Linked DNA regions of Mustela erminea: region 2 is linked to region 1. The links are chromatin contacts, called in public Hi-C maps. All regions are on one chromosome and are shown on one strand. The core of a region is the stretch at or near the end of the contact, and the rest is flanking DNA. Distances in the headings are between cores, read along the strand shown. Region 1 overlaps BRD4 (bromodomain-containing protein 4). Region 2 holds the start of BRD4 (bromodomain-containing protein 4).

Region 1 (7,128 bases), core at 2,991-5,490:
TGTAGGCCATAGAATAAAGTATGTTTCCACTGGGGCACATATGTTTGGCTTTGGTAGGTCTCTTGGGAAAGGTGGTCAGAGCCATAGTATAGCATAGAAAGTCTGGTGCAGTCTGTCTTCCTGGTCTCTTGGCCAGGGTACCCAGGCATGCTTGTGCAGCCCTCGTCAGGTCAGGGACATGATCTCTGCCACTCGTCATATGTAAGCTAGTTGTTTTTGTTCCTTTCTCATGGGTGTCAGAGCAACCTAAAACCTCACATGCTGTGTTCACCTTTTCAGTACTGTCCACCATTTCTAGGCAAGAGCTTGGTACTTGCTAAAGGATAGACCTGTCTTTTCTGCCATCGGTTCCCACTTGGACTTGTTCTGATACCCCAGTCATACCCAGTTACCGGAGCCTCTGAGATAGCGGGCTGTGGAGTGGGCCAGATGACACAGGTCCCCCTGCCTTGGCTCTGTTTGATCCTTCTATCTGGAAACCTGGTGTGTTGCCTCTTCTGCCCCCAAGATACCTCCTGTGGCGGTTTTTAAAAATAAACATTTAGTATAGGTTTAGATTTAGAGAAAAGCTGACAGTAGTAGAGTCTGATTTGAAGGGCTTTAGGGCATCTATACCTGCCATCCAGCTCCTTCTGTTGGGCACTTGTAGAGTAAGATCTGAAGCTTTGAGGGGTGGGGTCTGTGGATTTTTTTAAACTGAGGATTGTACAGATTGTCCAGATTCCTCATTAACCTGGGTAGTTGTTCAGATATATCCATGTACCACTAAGGGATCCTTAGAAAGACTATGTGCTAGTAAAAGAAATGGAAGTGCGATGAACTTGAGTGAAGGTGGAGGCTTCTGCTCCCTGGTTCTTCAGTATGCCCAGAAGCAGGGAGTCCAGTTGTTCCAGGTGGGCTTTACCGCTGGTTCCATAGGATTTTGTGTTTTATGGACCAATAACATTTCAAATGGTAGAGGAAAAGTAGAACTTGCCATGGGTTGTTTCTTTAGGTAAGAAGTGCTTTTAAGTGTTTTCCCCATTATATATTAAAAATTAAAGGATTTTACCATCACCACCACCAACAACAACAACAAAAATAGAAAGAAAGCATAGATCCTCTGTAAATACAACCTGTTCCCAGACCAGGCAGTTGATAGACTTGCACATTTCCCCTCCAGATTGCCAACCAACATTTAAGAATTCTTTCCTTGATTCACTTTATCTTGGGGTTCCCCTTGAGATTGCTTGCTGAGACCATGGAAGAGCTTCGGTCTTTGCTGTGGCTCTCATCTGTGCTCCTTGAGTGAGATCCACAGGCCCACTATGAGTGCTGCATGGCCGGGGAGGTGACACTGGCCTTTTGCTCTCTTTGCTCTTCAGGATTACTATAAAATCATTAAAACACCTATGGATATGGGAACAATAAAGAAGCGCTTGGAAAACAACTATTACTGGAATGCTCAGGAATGTATCCAGGACTTCAACACTATGTTTACAAATTGTTACATCTACAACAAGGTGAGATGTGGTGGAAGATGTCCAGCTGCCCTGAGGGGAGGGGAGGGGTGGAGAAGAAGGCTGGCATATCTGGAGTCTGTGGGCAGGGGTGCTTGGGAGCAGGTGGGATTAGTCTAATGGGATATCATTTGGAGCAGAAATAATGGGACCCGTGGTTTTGCCTGTGACTGGGTGTTTCTTTTTCGGGGAGGAGGGTGCTGGCCTTGTTTGACTTTCAAGCCGTCCTTGTTAGCTTGAAGCATGTGCTTCCGGTGCCCTTGGGATTTTAGTTCTTGAGCATGTCTAGAGAAGGTGTGAGGAGGACAGTGACGACTCATTAAAAAGTCCATTTGGGTGATGTAAATGGTCAGGAAGGAGCCTACTAAAATATAGTTGTGCAAAGGTGTGCTCAAATTTCAATGTGAGAGAGGGTGTGCTGGGGCCCACTGCATCTGAAACTGTGGACATGACCACTGACAACTGGTGGCCATAGAATTGAATGTCCCCTGATCTCACATGTAGACCTGAAAGTCACTTCTTAACCCCGTTAGCCAAACCTTTTGGCTCGGCTGTGCCATGAAGCCAGATCATTTGTTTACAGTTCAGACCACAGATGTGATTAAAACCAACCCTTTCATATAGAACGGCTCTGGAGGGAGACCCTATACAGAACTCAGCTTTTGGCCTCTGCTGGTGTAGTGGGTAAAATTGCCCAGAAGAGATGGGTAGGTGAGTTTCTTGAAGTTTACTGTGTTTTTTTAAAGTCTTAGCTCCCACCACTAAGTTTAAGTGACATGTGCACAGAAAAGGTTCTCGGGTTAGAGCTGAGTGGGAATAGCATGTCGTAGATGAGGCAACAAGTGGGGACCCATAATGCAGTTCAAGATAGGCATGGCCCCGAGCCCCGATGAGCTGCCTTGAGGGTACACTGGGGAGCATTATCAGAGCCCTGCTAATGTATCTGTGGCAAGAAATCCTGTGTAATGCAAGTATTTATAGTGAAGTTGAATTGTGTCAGAGGAGGGCTTCTGTCAGTGATTGGCAGGGCTTGTTAGATACTTAAGGCATTAAGATGGCTTCTCAGGCCAGAGCTTAAAAGATGAGAGGGAGGTGCAGGTGGATGGGTGCTGGTACAGGCACATGAGCCTTCGTGATATCTGGTGGTGTAACTGTTGTGGCCCTTGAGGGTTCAGATCGGGAAGGAGCCCGACTATGATACTTGATGCTTTGGAGCAGGGAGTGGGTGGCACAGGGTGGGGAGCTCTTGCTCCGTCTGGAGAGGTGGTGAGGGCTTTCTGATGCTCACCCCTGTGTCTCCTTTTCCAGCCTGGAGATGACATAGTCTTAATGGCAGAAGCTCTGGAGAAGCTCTTCTTGCAGAAAATCAATGAACTGCCCACTGAAGAAACTGAGATCATGATAGTCCAGGCAAAAGGAAGAGGACGTGGGAGGAAAGAAGCAGGTAGGGTACCTCCGGTGCGCCGAGCACTGTTGGCCTCACACTGAGACAGCAAGGACATTGGCTTTCCTGTTCCCCAGTCTTTGGTCCTTCTCCAGGTTCGGAGGGGGCAGGAGGGGAGGGTACTCTTAGTGTTGGACACGCCCCAGAGGGTCACTTGACTGGGTAACCTCCCACAAAGTAGAAGTAATTGGGCCCTGCCTTTTGATTGACTTTGGTTAAAAAGAAAGTGTAAATTTTGCAAAGCATTTTTAAGTTTTTTGAATTCTTCACTCCATTTAAAAAGAAAAAATTTTTAAGATTATTTATTTATTTATTTGTCAGTGATAGAGGGAGAGAGAGCGAGCAAGCACAGGCAGACAGAGAGGCAGGCAGAGGCAGAGGGAGAAGCAGGCTCCCTGCCGAGCAAGGAGCCCGATGGTGGGACTCGATCCCAGGACGCTGGTATCATGACCTGAGCCGAAGGCAGCCGCTTAACCACTGAGCCACCCAGGCGTCCCTTCTTCGCTCCATTTTAGAGAAGAGACAGTTTGCCAAGGGCAGTTTTAATTCCTAGTCCCTATCTTGGAACCTCAAGGTTGGTTATTTGAATTATTTTTAAGATGCTTATGTCAGAGCCAGGCCTGCCTTATGATGCTGCTGAAGTCGAAGTGAAACCCTTCACTCTGCCCCTGTCTCTTAGCCTGACACAGGATTCTAAAGGCCAGCTGGCGGGGAGACAATGAAATGTTTCTGTCTAGGAAAAGCTCTACCAGCTGCCTTTTGCATCTTGCCATCCTCCACTCTGTGCTGAGGTGGCCCATGCTGTGAGTCATTTGCTTCTCTCCACAGAGGGCTTTCACCTGGCTTCCCACCCTGCTCAGAAGTGGTGGCTTCATGGGAGCAAAGGTGCTTGGCTGGATCCCAGGCAGTGCTGAGGCGTAGCCAAGGAGAGGTGGTCCTAAGGGTCACCCCTTAGCTGTGGATCCGGCTAAGAGGTGTCCTGTATCCTTAACAATCCAGGAGTCCTGCCCTTGTGGCCTGGGACCAGGAGTTTGGTCTGCACATGGGACAGACACAGGGCATTGTGTGTTTGGGCTCACGTGCACAGCTGCAAGGAGGCAGTCTGAGCCGGTCACAAAGGGCAGCAGCCGTCCAGCCTCCTCCTGCGGCTCAGGGAGGTGGAAGCTTGCCAGTTTCCAGAAACCTTGGCCAGGGCTCCCGATGCTGGCTTCTTGCCAGAATTGCTTACTCAGAAGGCAGCGCTTCTGGGAATGAGGACAGCTCTGTCCAAAAAGCGCCAAGGAACATTTTTCCGCTCTCCTTCTACCGTCCTGGTGCTAACTCTCAGCATGTGTTTCCTGCTCCTTTGGCCCAGGCCTCCGTGCTTTTGAAGGCGTCTTTGTGCCTGATTTGGGGCTTGAAGCCAGGATGCCTCAGGAACTGTGTAATGCAGTGTGCCACTGCTCTCAGAGAACCTAAGGGCAGGTGGACCAGTTTGGCTGAGGTCTGGGGTGTTCGAGTTGTTCTGTCTCTAAGACTAATAGTCACCGTGACAGTGTGTGCCATGCGCATGCAGATGTGTGTTCTCCACATGTGACAGTGTTCCCATAAGGTCAGCCAGCGTGTGTTGGGCTCGGCATCTAACCACCTGTCCCTTTTATGATTGATAGGGACAGCAAAACCTGGCGTCTCTACGGTACCAAACACAACGCAGGCATCGACTCCTCCGCAGACCCAGACCCCCCAGCAGAACCCTCCGCCCGTGCAGGCCACACCTCACCCCTTCCCTGCGGTCACCCCAGACCTCATCGTCCAGACCCCCGTCATGACAGTGGTGCCTCCCCAGCCACTGCAGACACCCCCACCGGTACCCCCTCAGCCACCACCCCCACCCGCGCCAAACCCCCAGCCTGTGCAGAGCCACCCGCCCATCATCGCGGCCACCCCACAGCCTGTGAAGGTGAGCATCCTGTGCGTGTGTGTGGCCCAGCCCGGTCGCTGGCAGGCTCCTACCACCTCAGCTAGCACACCTTCTCTTGTCTTCTCCGTAACAGTGAGGCTGGCAGGAGACAGTCGCTTGTCCCTGCCAGTGCTTCATGCGGAGCCTGGCCTGGTTCTCCAGGCACTTGTGGGTATTTTCTGGGGGGATTGTATAGGCTTTATTAAGTCACAGCCTCGAAGCTGCTGCCCTGCTGGCCCACAGATTCCAGAGTTGAGAACCTAAATAGTCTCTAAAACATGCCTCCTGTGGGGATGGGGGTTAGTGTGACGAGGCTTGGCTCTGAGTGACTTCCCTGGCGTTAAGTAGGAAGCTGCTTCTGTAGCTTTCTTTGGGCTCCAGTGAGCAGATTCTGCACTTGGGTGTGTGCTTCCTCATGCCCCTGGCTGGGGTCCTGTCCCAGCTGCAGAGCAGAATGGTGGGACAGGGTCTGTTCTTGCCTTGGTCTTTCACCCTTGGAGTTACTTTTGAGCCCTATCCCCCAAGAATGTTGGAACCCTAGAAAGGACCTGGCTTCAGAAGTGACCTGAGGGCCACCTGTGCCAGCTGCCACCTGTGACGACGCTTGTTGCACGTGTGCTCTTGGCAGACAAAGAAGGGAGTTAAGAGGAAAGCGGATACCACCACCCCCACCACCATCGACCCCATTCATGAACCACCATCACTACCGCCAGAGCCTAAGACCACCAAGCTGGGCCCCCGGCGGGAGAGTAGCCGGCCTGTGAAGCCCCCCAAAAAGGATGTACCCGACTCACAGCAGCACCCAGTGCCAGAGAAGAGCAGCAAGGTCTCGGAGCAGCTGAAGTGCTGCAGTGGCATCCTCAAGGAGATGTTTGCCAAGAAGCACGCAGCCTATGCCTGGCCGTTCTACAAGCCTGTGGATGTAGAGGCTCTGGGTCTGCACGACTACTGCGACATCATCAAGCACCCCATGGATATGAGCACGATCAAGGTAAGCAGATGCCCCTCCCAGAGCTGGGGGCGGGGCTTCCTGGGACAGAGAAGGGCAGAACCTCCCAGGCTAGTCCAAGAGGAGGGCCCTGGCCTTGGGCTCTGCTGAACTATGCCTTAGTAGCGTCTCTCCTCCTCGGCTCAAAGAAGCCCTGCGCCCCCTGCTGGGAATTGTGGAGTCAACCTCCAGGACCGCATGCTTGGGCATTTTCTTCTCTGACAGCACTGCTGCCCCCTTGTCTCGGGACAAGCCCTCTGTGACCTTGGGTCCCACTGTCCATAGGCAGCTTGCACAGTAGATGCTCCAGGACTCGTTGAGGGTTGGTGACTTTGCCAGGCTGTGTTATGCAGGGGGCCTTGATGTCACCTCTCTGTAAGAGGCACACAGTGCTGGCATTTTCATTGTCGTATTATTTTGAGACCGTTTTGATTGTTTGTTTATTTTTTATTTGTAATTTTTTAAAGATTTTATTTATTTATTTGACCAAGAGAGAGAGATCACAAGTAGGCAGAGAGAGAGAAGAAAGCAAGCTCCTTGATAAGTAGAGAGCCGGACGTGGGGCTCAAGCCCAGGACCCTGAGATCATGACCTGAGCCGAAGGTAGACACCCAACCAACTGAGCCACCCAGGCGCCCCATGTTTGTTTATTTTAAACTGTTTTGCGTTTTTATTTGGGAGTGGAATAAACATGGCCAAACATGGGACAGGCGGGGGTGGAGCACAGTATTTGTGGTCCCCTCCCACTTTTTTTTTTTTTAAGATTTATTCATTTTAGAGCACATGAGCTTGTGGGGAGGGGTTGAAGGTGAACGAGGAGAGGGAGCGAGAAACTTCAGTAGCCTTCTAGCCGAGAGTGGAGCCCGACTTGGGGCTTGATTTTATGACCCGAGGTGAATCCAAGAGTTGGACACTTAACCATCTACGCCACCCAGGGGCCTCTGGTTGTGTTCCTTTTCAGTGTCCTGTCCTGTGTCATCAAGATAAGTGTATGTCAGGTCAGAACTAGTCCTAGTCCTCCCCTTACAGTCTGGCTTAAGCTCTGCCTCCATTTATTCTGTGTCCTCTTTCCCCATAGCCCATCACAGTGACCAGGGTGGGTGGGGTTGACGTAGCAGGGCATTTCCCAGCCCCGAGATTTGCTCTTGAGTGTCTCCTTGTCCACTTGACATAGAGAAGAACCAAGGTGTTGATGACCTCTCCTCTGCTCCACTGAGAAGCCAACTTGCTCCTACAGACAGCTCTTCTGGCATCCCAT
Region 2 (7,128 bases), core at 2,754-5,253, 65 kb before region 1:
GCAGGGCTCCATCCCAGGACCCTGGGATCATGACCTGAGCTGAAGGCAGAGGCTTTAAGCCACTGAGCCACCCAAGCACCCCTTATCCTTGCTTTTAAGAAAACACTAATATATTTTTTAAGATTTAAAAAAAAATTTTTTTTTTTTTTTAAAGATTTTATTTATTTATTTGACAGAGAGAAATCACAAGTAGATGGAGAGGCAGCCAGAGAGAGAGAGAGGGAAGCAGGCTCCCCGCCGAGCAGAGAGCCCGATGCGGGCCTCGATCCCAGGACCCTGAGATCATGACCCGAGCCGAAGTGATTTCTACACCCAATGTAGGCTTGAACCCACAACCCTGAAATCAAGAGTTGCATGTTCCACCAACTGAGCCATCAGAGTAATCCCAGATCTTTTTAATCTGGGAAAATGCTGGCAAGTATGAAAGGAAAACGGTAAATGTATAGGATGTTTATTGTAATGCTAGTATGATGGAAAAACTAGAACTGAATTAAATGTTCAAAATGGTGGAACAATTAAATAAGTTATGATCTATCCCTTCCAGATAACATACCATACGTCATTTTGGAGTTATCTCCCAATTAGTCAGAACTCATGTGGAATGGCTTTTAAGATACAGTAAATGAAAAAGGCATGCTACAAATTAACAAGTAGAGAAGGCTCCCTTTTGTTTTAGAACAATACAACTATTTCTATGGATACATATTGATGCATAGAAAAGTCTAGACAGGGTATAGATTTGTGGAACTACTATATTGTACACCTGAAACTAATGTAACGTTGTGTGTCAACTATACTTTAAGAACAACAAAAAGACCAAGGAACTCCTGGCTGGCTCAGTGGTAGAGCATACAATTCTTGATCCTGTGGTTGTGAGTTCCAGCCCTATGTTGGGCATATAGCTTACTTAAAAGAATAAATAACACGCTGTCACAAATTTTAAAAAAAGTCTAGACCAGTATTGCTCAATAGAAATATGCTGCGAGCTGTATATGTAATTTTATCTTATCTAGTAGCCCACATTAAAAGAGTAAAAACAGGAACGCCTGGGTGGCTGGGCTGGTTGGTGGCTCATCTGCCTTCAGGTCAGGTCATGATCCTAGGGACCTGGGATGCAGTCCTGCATTGGGTTTCTTGCTCAAGCAGGGAGGCTGCTTCTCCCTCTGACTGCCACTCCCCCTGCTGGTGCTCTTTCTCTCTTTCTTTCTTTGACAAATAAATAGATAAAATCTTAAATAAATAAATAAAAGAGTAAAAAGAAACAGGGAAAATTAAATTTAATAACTATTTTATTTAATCCAATATACAAAACATTATTCCAACATATAATCAATACAAAAAGTAAGATATTTTACGTGTTTTTCTTCTACCAAATCTTTGAAATGTAATGTGTATTTTACACTTACAGCACATCTCAATTTGGGTCATCTACATTTCAAGTACTCAATAGCCATGTGTGGTCCTATCAGAAAGCATAGGTCTAAAACACATAGAAGAGATAACAGTGGTTACTCTGGTGAGGGAGGGGAAGAGATAAGAGGGTACTTTATTTTTTTCTCTAGATTCTTTTTCATTGTTCAGTTAAAATGGTTTCATGTATTATTTTATTTAAAATGAATAATGCATATTTAAAACCAATCAGAATTATAGTATGTACTTCATGTCTCATTCCTTAATATTTTTATTAATCTCTCCTGGTTTTCAGTATTGCAAACACAGTAATAACAAGAGAAAAGGTGCTTATTATGGGAACCATTAAAAAGCAACACTTTTTATGAAACTGATTCAACCGGATAAACATTTTCTGAGTTTAAGCTGTAAGGAGTTAGTTAGGGTCTGCACTATGGAAGACAAGAAGAATGGGATGTTGGAAACAGCTTTTGGAACTGCCTCTATAGTTTGCATATTCTATTCAGGCTGGAAATGACTTCTAGCAACAGCCCAAAGTCCTCCAGTTTGGTTCAGTAGAACAAGCTAAATGTTACAGTTTTGTTTAAATGAAGTGTGACTCAAGTAAAGTGTAAGATTCTGTTACCTGACTTGCAAACTGGCAGCTTCAAATTACTTCCAAAAACATGATCAGCAACAACAATAAATTAAGTAGATAATACAAGAAGACAACCATGGAAAGGACAGCTTCAAATGGATACATTCTGGTTTCCTTAAAAAGAAAAAAAAAGTTGTTACTCCACATTCACATAGCCCTGGGTACTTTCCTATTCGTTTTCCACTTCTGATCCTCTTCCACAAACTGCTGAGCATGCAAAAAAAGGAGCCAGAGGATATTCACAAAATTTCAGTATTCTTTAATATATGATTAAAGGAAGTTGACTAATAATCTGGTTACAATCACTTCTTTTATTTCTTGCACTTGTTATCTCATGGTTTGCTAAAATAACTGATAAATTTAAGTCTTTGCTTTCCTTAAGACTGATCACCCTTGAAGCCTGAGCAAACAGCATGACATAGACATCACTGTTTGACTGTTATGCTAGTGTACTGATATATTTTGGAAGAAGGGGCTATCAGAGAATTTAAAAAAAATTTTTTTTTTAAAGATTTTATTCATTTATTTGACAGACATAGAACACAAGTAGGCAGAGAGGCAGGCAGAGAGAGAGAGAGAGAGAGAGAGAGAGAGAGAAGCAGGTTCTGCACTGAGCAGAGAGCCCGATGCGGGGCTCGATCCCATGACCTGAGCCAAAGGCAGAGGCTTTAACCCACTGAGCCACCCAGGCGCCCCAATTACCTAGATTTTTTACAGGAACGGCATCTGCGATTTCTAAAAGATGGAACTAAAAGCACTAAAGGTGGGGTACCTGGGTGGCTCAGTTGGTTAAGCATGGGACTTCTGATTTCTGCTCAGGTCATGATCTCAGCGTTGTGAGATGGAGCCCTAAATGGGGCTCTGGGCTCGGTGGGGCGTCTGCTTGGGATTCTCTCTCTCTCTCTCCCTCTGCCCCCTCCCCTACTAATGCTCTGTCTCAAAAAAAGAAAATCTTTTAAAAATGAAAGTGCTAAAAGAGTGAAGAGCAAACGGGAAGGAAGTTTTTGCTTTCCCATTTGAGTAATTTAACAGAATCATCATTATTTTTTATTTTAATGTTTTTAAGTAAGCTCTCCGTTCAACGTGGGGCTCGAACTCACGACCTCGCGATCAAGACTAGTCGGGACTGCCCACTGAGCCAGCCAGGAGCCCCCAGAATCTTCATTTTAAAATCCAAGCGACCTAAGCCTTAACCCCTTCGTTCTGTGGAGCTGACTTGTCTGGGAGGCTCGCGGCTGAGGAACGGCCGGGGCACAGCTGGAGGGACGGCGATGCGGCCCGGCCCAGCACCTCCAGCCCGCGCACCCCGCAGCGGCGGGCCGGGACCGACGCCGCCGCGGCCCTGCGCACAGTTGCCTTCGCCCTCCCACTGCGCCCGGCGCCCCGTCGCCAACTCGCGGGCCGAAGCGACCCAGCCTCCCTCCAACACCCTTCCGCCCTGGCGCCCAGGGGCCCCTCCTCGGCCTCTGCCGGCAGCCTCTGGGGGTCTCTCCTCACCTTCCTCCCTGTCGCTGAGGGTCTCATCTTCTTACAATTTTGGACATCTCCCTTCTCAGTCCCAGCCTTCAGTCTGTTAGATCTCCCCGCCCCCCCACCCCGTTCTCTCCTCTGGTCCGCAGGGTCACGCCCCTCCGTCTGCGGGGGTGTCTTCCCTGGGTCCGCCTGATCCCTGCGCCCTCCAGCCGAGGGGTTCCCCCAACCCCGCGCGCCCGCCTCCCCCACTCACCTAGCGCCTGCTAGCTCTCCCGAGCTTGCCTGCGCCGGGCGCGGTCGCGGGACGCGCACGCCGGGTGGCGGCGCGGGGCCGCGCGCGCAGCGTACGTGGTGACGTCAGTGCGCTGGCGGCGGCGGCGGCGGCGGCGGCAGCGGCAGGGCTGTTTGTTCTGCTCTCCCGCAGCCGAGGAGCCGAAGCGGTGGCTGCGGCGGCGGCGGCTGCCGGCAGTGCCCGCAGGCGAGCGGGGCCTGTGAGCGCGGCGGAGCGGCGGGCGTGGCGGGCGGGCCCCGGCGCCGCGCAGGCAGCCCGAAGAGGAGGGGGCGGCGGCGGCGGGCGGCCGGCGGGGGCGGCGTGCGGCCTAGCGTCTCAGGTGAGGACCGGTGCCCTTCGGGGTGGCGGGCGGCGCGGGGCGGCCGGCGGGGACCCGCGGCGCGGCCCGCGTAACCTGCATTGCGTAATGGGGCCGGTGCGCCAGCACCTACGCCATCGGCGCGGCGCGGGGGCGGGGAGGCCGGGGCGACGCGGGCTCGGGCCTGCGGGCCTCCCGCGTCCGCGCGCGGTGCCGCTTGCGCCGGGCCCGGGCGGCCTGCGCCGTTGGCGTCGGAGTGGCTGGGCAGCTCGCGGCTCCCCGGCCGTTGGCGCCGCCGGCCTCCGGCTTGGGCCGGCCGGCGGGGCAGGGGCGCGGGCGGGGGGCGCGGGCGCCGCGGCGGGGCGGGTGGCCGGGGGCGGGCGGGGGGCGGGCCGAGGCGCCCGGCACTTCCTGCCGCCGCCATTTTGTCAAGTGAGGAGGAGGAGGAGGAGGAAGCGGCCGCCGCGGGGCCGCGGCGCGCCCGGCCCCGGTAAGTCCGGGCCTGGCGTGGTGGCCACGGGCGCCGCTGTCCCCGACCGCGGTCCCCGAGGCGGCCTTGGCCCCGGCGCTCACGTGGGCCGGCCTCAGCGCGCGCTCTCTCGGCGCCTGGGTCCTACCCGGACTGGGGCAGCGCGCCCCCGCCCCCATTTCCTCGGCTTCCCGGCTGTCTCCGTATCTCTGCGGAGAATGGAGCTGGTCCCCAGGTGGAGGGAGGAGGCTGCTTCTGCACGCCTGCGGGAAGACAGCCTCGTGGGTGGGAGCGGTGCTGTGTCGGGCGAACCTGACCCCCTTTACCCACCCACTCCCAGTCCGGCAGCCCTACGCTGGACGCTTTGTTTTGCTCGGTCGGTGCTCGCTGGCGTCCTTGCTACGGCCTGGTCTGTTTGCGGTGTTGTGCGGGGTGGTGGTTTGGGGTGGGGATGTGGGGGAGTTGTGATTCAGCGAAATAAAATGACACTCCCCCCGCCCCTACGGAAGCAGCACAACTTTACCCGACTGAGCTGCCCCCAAGGCCTGCGGTGGCCTTGGATGAAAATGGGAAATCCCACTTTGGTGTGGTGGACAGTGTAAATACTTATATTCAGGTCTGTGGATGAGTCATGTGCTTTTTGCTCAGTGGCTGACCTCCCATTTACTTAAGACCACGCATTGTTTTTTGAAATGTTATTTTTATTTGTTTACTCATTTAATGTTTTCAGCAACCTGGTGCGGTTTATGGTATTGGTCTTTGGGTTCATTTTTATGTGTTGGATGCAAGAAGTGACCTCTTCGAGCCTGTTTCGTGAGAATTGAAGTGTCTTTGCTGCCCTTTGAGAGGGCTCTGTCTGTCCCTGTTTACAAAAACGAAGTTCCAGTGTAGCTCTAAGCCAGTGGCTCTTTGGCGCTCTAATAAGGGGAGATTTTTATGAATGGGGCCGTCAAGTTCCTTAAGTTGTTAGTCTTTAAAATTTGTAGTCTGGAAGCGGTAAAGAAAGCTATACTCAACAGGATTTATGAATGTGTTTTCAATTCCAACTAGGTTTTGGATGGTAAAATCTGTTTTATGACCTTTCAGTAATTTAATAAAACATTCCTTTTGGTTTAGTTTGGATGGGGATTATCTTTTCTTCAAGGTGGTATAGGTAACCAAGCCCTTCTCCCCCAGAACTTCATTCTGGGGAGGATAAACCTCTCAGATGGTTTCCAGTGACTAACTCTAGAAGGAAAAGCAAGATTTGTTTAAAAAATAAAACAAAAGGGGCGCCTGGGTGGCTCAGTGGGTTGGAGCCTCTGCCTTCGGCTGGGGTCGTGATCCCAGGGTCCTGGGATCGAGCCCCCTCATCCGGCTCTCTGCTCGTCGGGGAGCCTGCTCCCCCCACCCCACCCCCGCCTGCCTCTCTGCCTACTTGTGATCTCTGTCAAATAAATAAATAAAATCATAAAAAAAAAAGGCATTGTTTCCTAGTTATCCACCGTACCCCTTTCCTTAGTAGAGAGCATAATATCTAAGGGCTCAAGCTGTGGAGTAAATCTAATAAGATCAGGGGCGCCTGGGTGGCTCAGTGGGTTAAGCCGCTGCCTTCTGCTCAGGTCATGATCTCAGGGTCCTGGGATCGAGTCCTGCATCGGGCTCTCTGCTCGTCAGGGAGCCTGCTTCCCTCTCTCTCTCTCTCTCTGCCTGCCTCTCCATCTACTTGTGATTTCTCTCTGTCAAATAAATAAATAAAATTAAAAAAAAATCTAATAAGATCACTTTAGTTGGTTGTAATTGGAAGGAGATGAGCCCACCTGTGTATATCTAGCTAGAGTTCAGCCTCAGCCAATTTGCTGAAGATAAAGAGCTCTGCCTGCAGATTAAAGTTGGAACTTGAAAGTGGCTACATTTTCAAGATAGTTTGACTGTTCCAGGGTGCCCATCTGACAAGCTTCCTACTTTAGGATGGTGATGAGAAAAAAAAAGTCTGGCCACTTTGTAAAATTTCCACTAAATTATTGAATTGTTTAAAGGAATTTAGACTTTGTTTCCAAAAGTTACCCTTTTGAGCAAGTTGTGATCTTTGTACTAAATTGCACTTTTGTTTTTGGAGGTTGGGAGGGTGCGATATTTTTCTGTTACACAATTCAGGTTATTGAATGACCTGAGATTTATAGATCTAGAAGGAGATTGGAATCCTTGTTCTTAATTTAAAGCAAAATTACTTGGTACTTCTATGATTTGAAGACTAGGGGCTGTTAAGTCTTTTGACAACCCACTGTCCTCTGTCACAGTTGTATTGTAAAGTATTTCGATTTCTGATTTTGAATAAACTTGTAGAGTAGATCGTGTTTGTCTTTTATGTGCCCGGCAAATATATAAAAAGGAAAGAAAAGCTTGTCGTTGGAAACTGCTACTGATATTTTGTAAGTCTTTGTGATTTTTTGTGTTTAGCAAGGACTGCATGTTTGCAAGGTGAGAAATGGGATTCTTTGTGAATGCTGACAGTTCATTTTTAATTAATAAGACATGAGTTTGTAAAAAATAAAATTTTACATTTTTCT

Evidence for each region. A called contact is a pair of places that touch in the nucleus more often than the background predicts.
Region 2: a contact with region 1 is called in a Hi-C map of fibroblasts, with 4 times the contacts expected there. The contact joins the promoter of BRD4 here to the enhancer-like site in region 1. A contact is called at or near these places in 2 of 3 Hi-C or Micro-C datasets (fibroblasts and spleen).

Annotation. Positions count from the first base shown.
Region 1 is chr1:12,222,948-12,230,075 of mMusErm1.Pri, reverse strand. BRD4 (bromodomain-containing protein 4) reads left to right here. Exons shown (of 19, transcript XM_032313966.1): 3 at 1,365-1,502; 4 at 2,808-2,943; 5 at 4,593-4,882; 6 at 5,511-5,873. Among named protein-coding and RNA genes, the nearest start is that of EPHX3, 32 kb to the right of the region's middle. Within about 2 kb of position 4,240, the one cell type or tissue checked has open chromatin away from gene starts, as enhancers often do. A contact at or near this core is called in fibroblasts, where this site is marked.
Region 2 is chr1:12,288,051-12,295,178 of mMusErm1.Pri, reverse strand. It overlaps BRD4 (bromodomain-containing protein 4), which reads left to right and starts at 4,003. Exons shown (of 19, transcript XM_032313966.1): 1 at 4,003-4,131. It overlaps LOC116573741 (a long non-coding RNA gene), which reads right to left and starts at 3,934. Exons shown (of 2, transcript XR_004278976.1): 1 at 3,545-3,934; 2 at 1,550-2,161.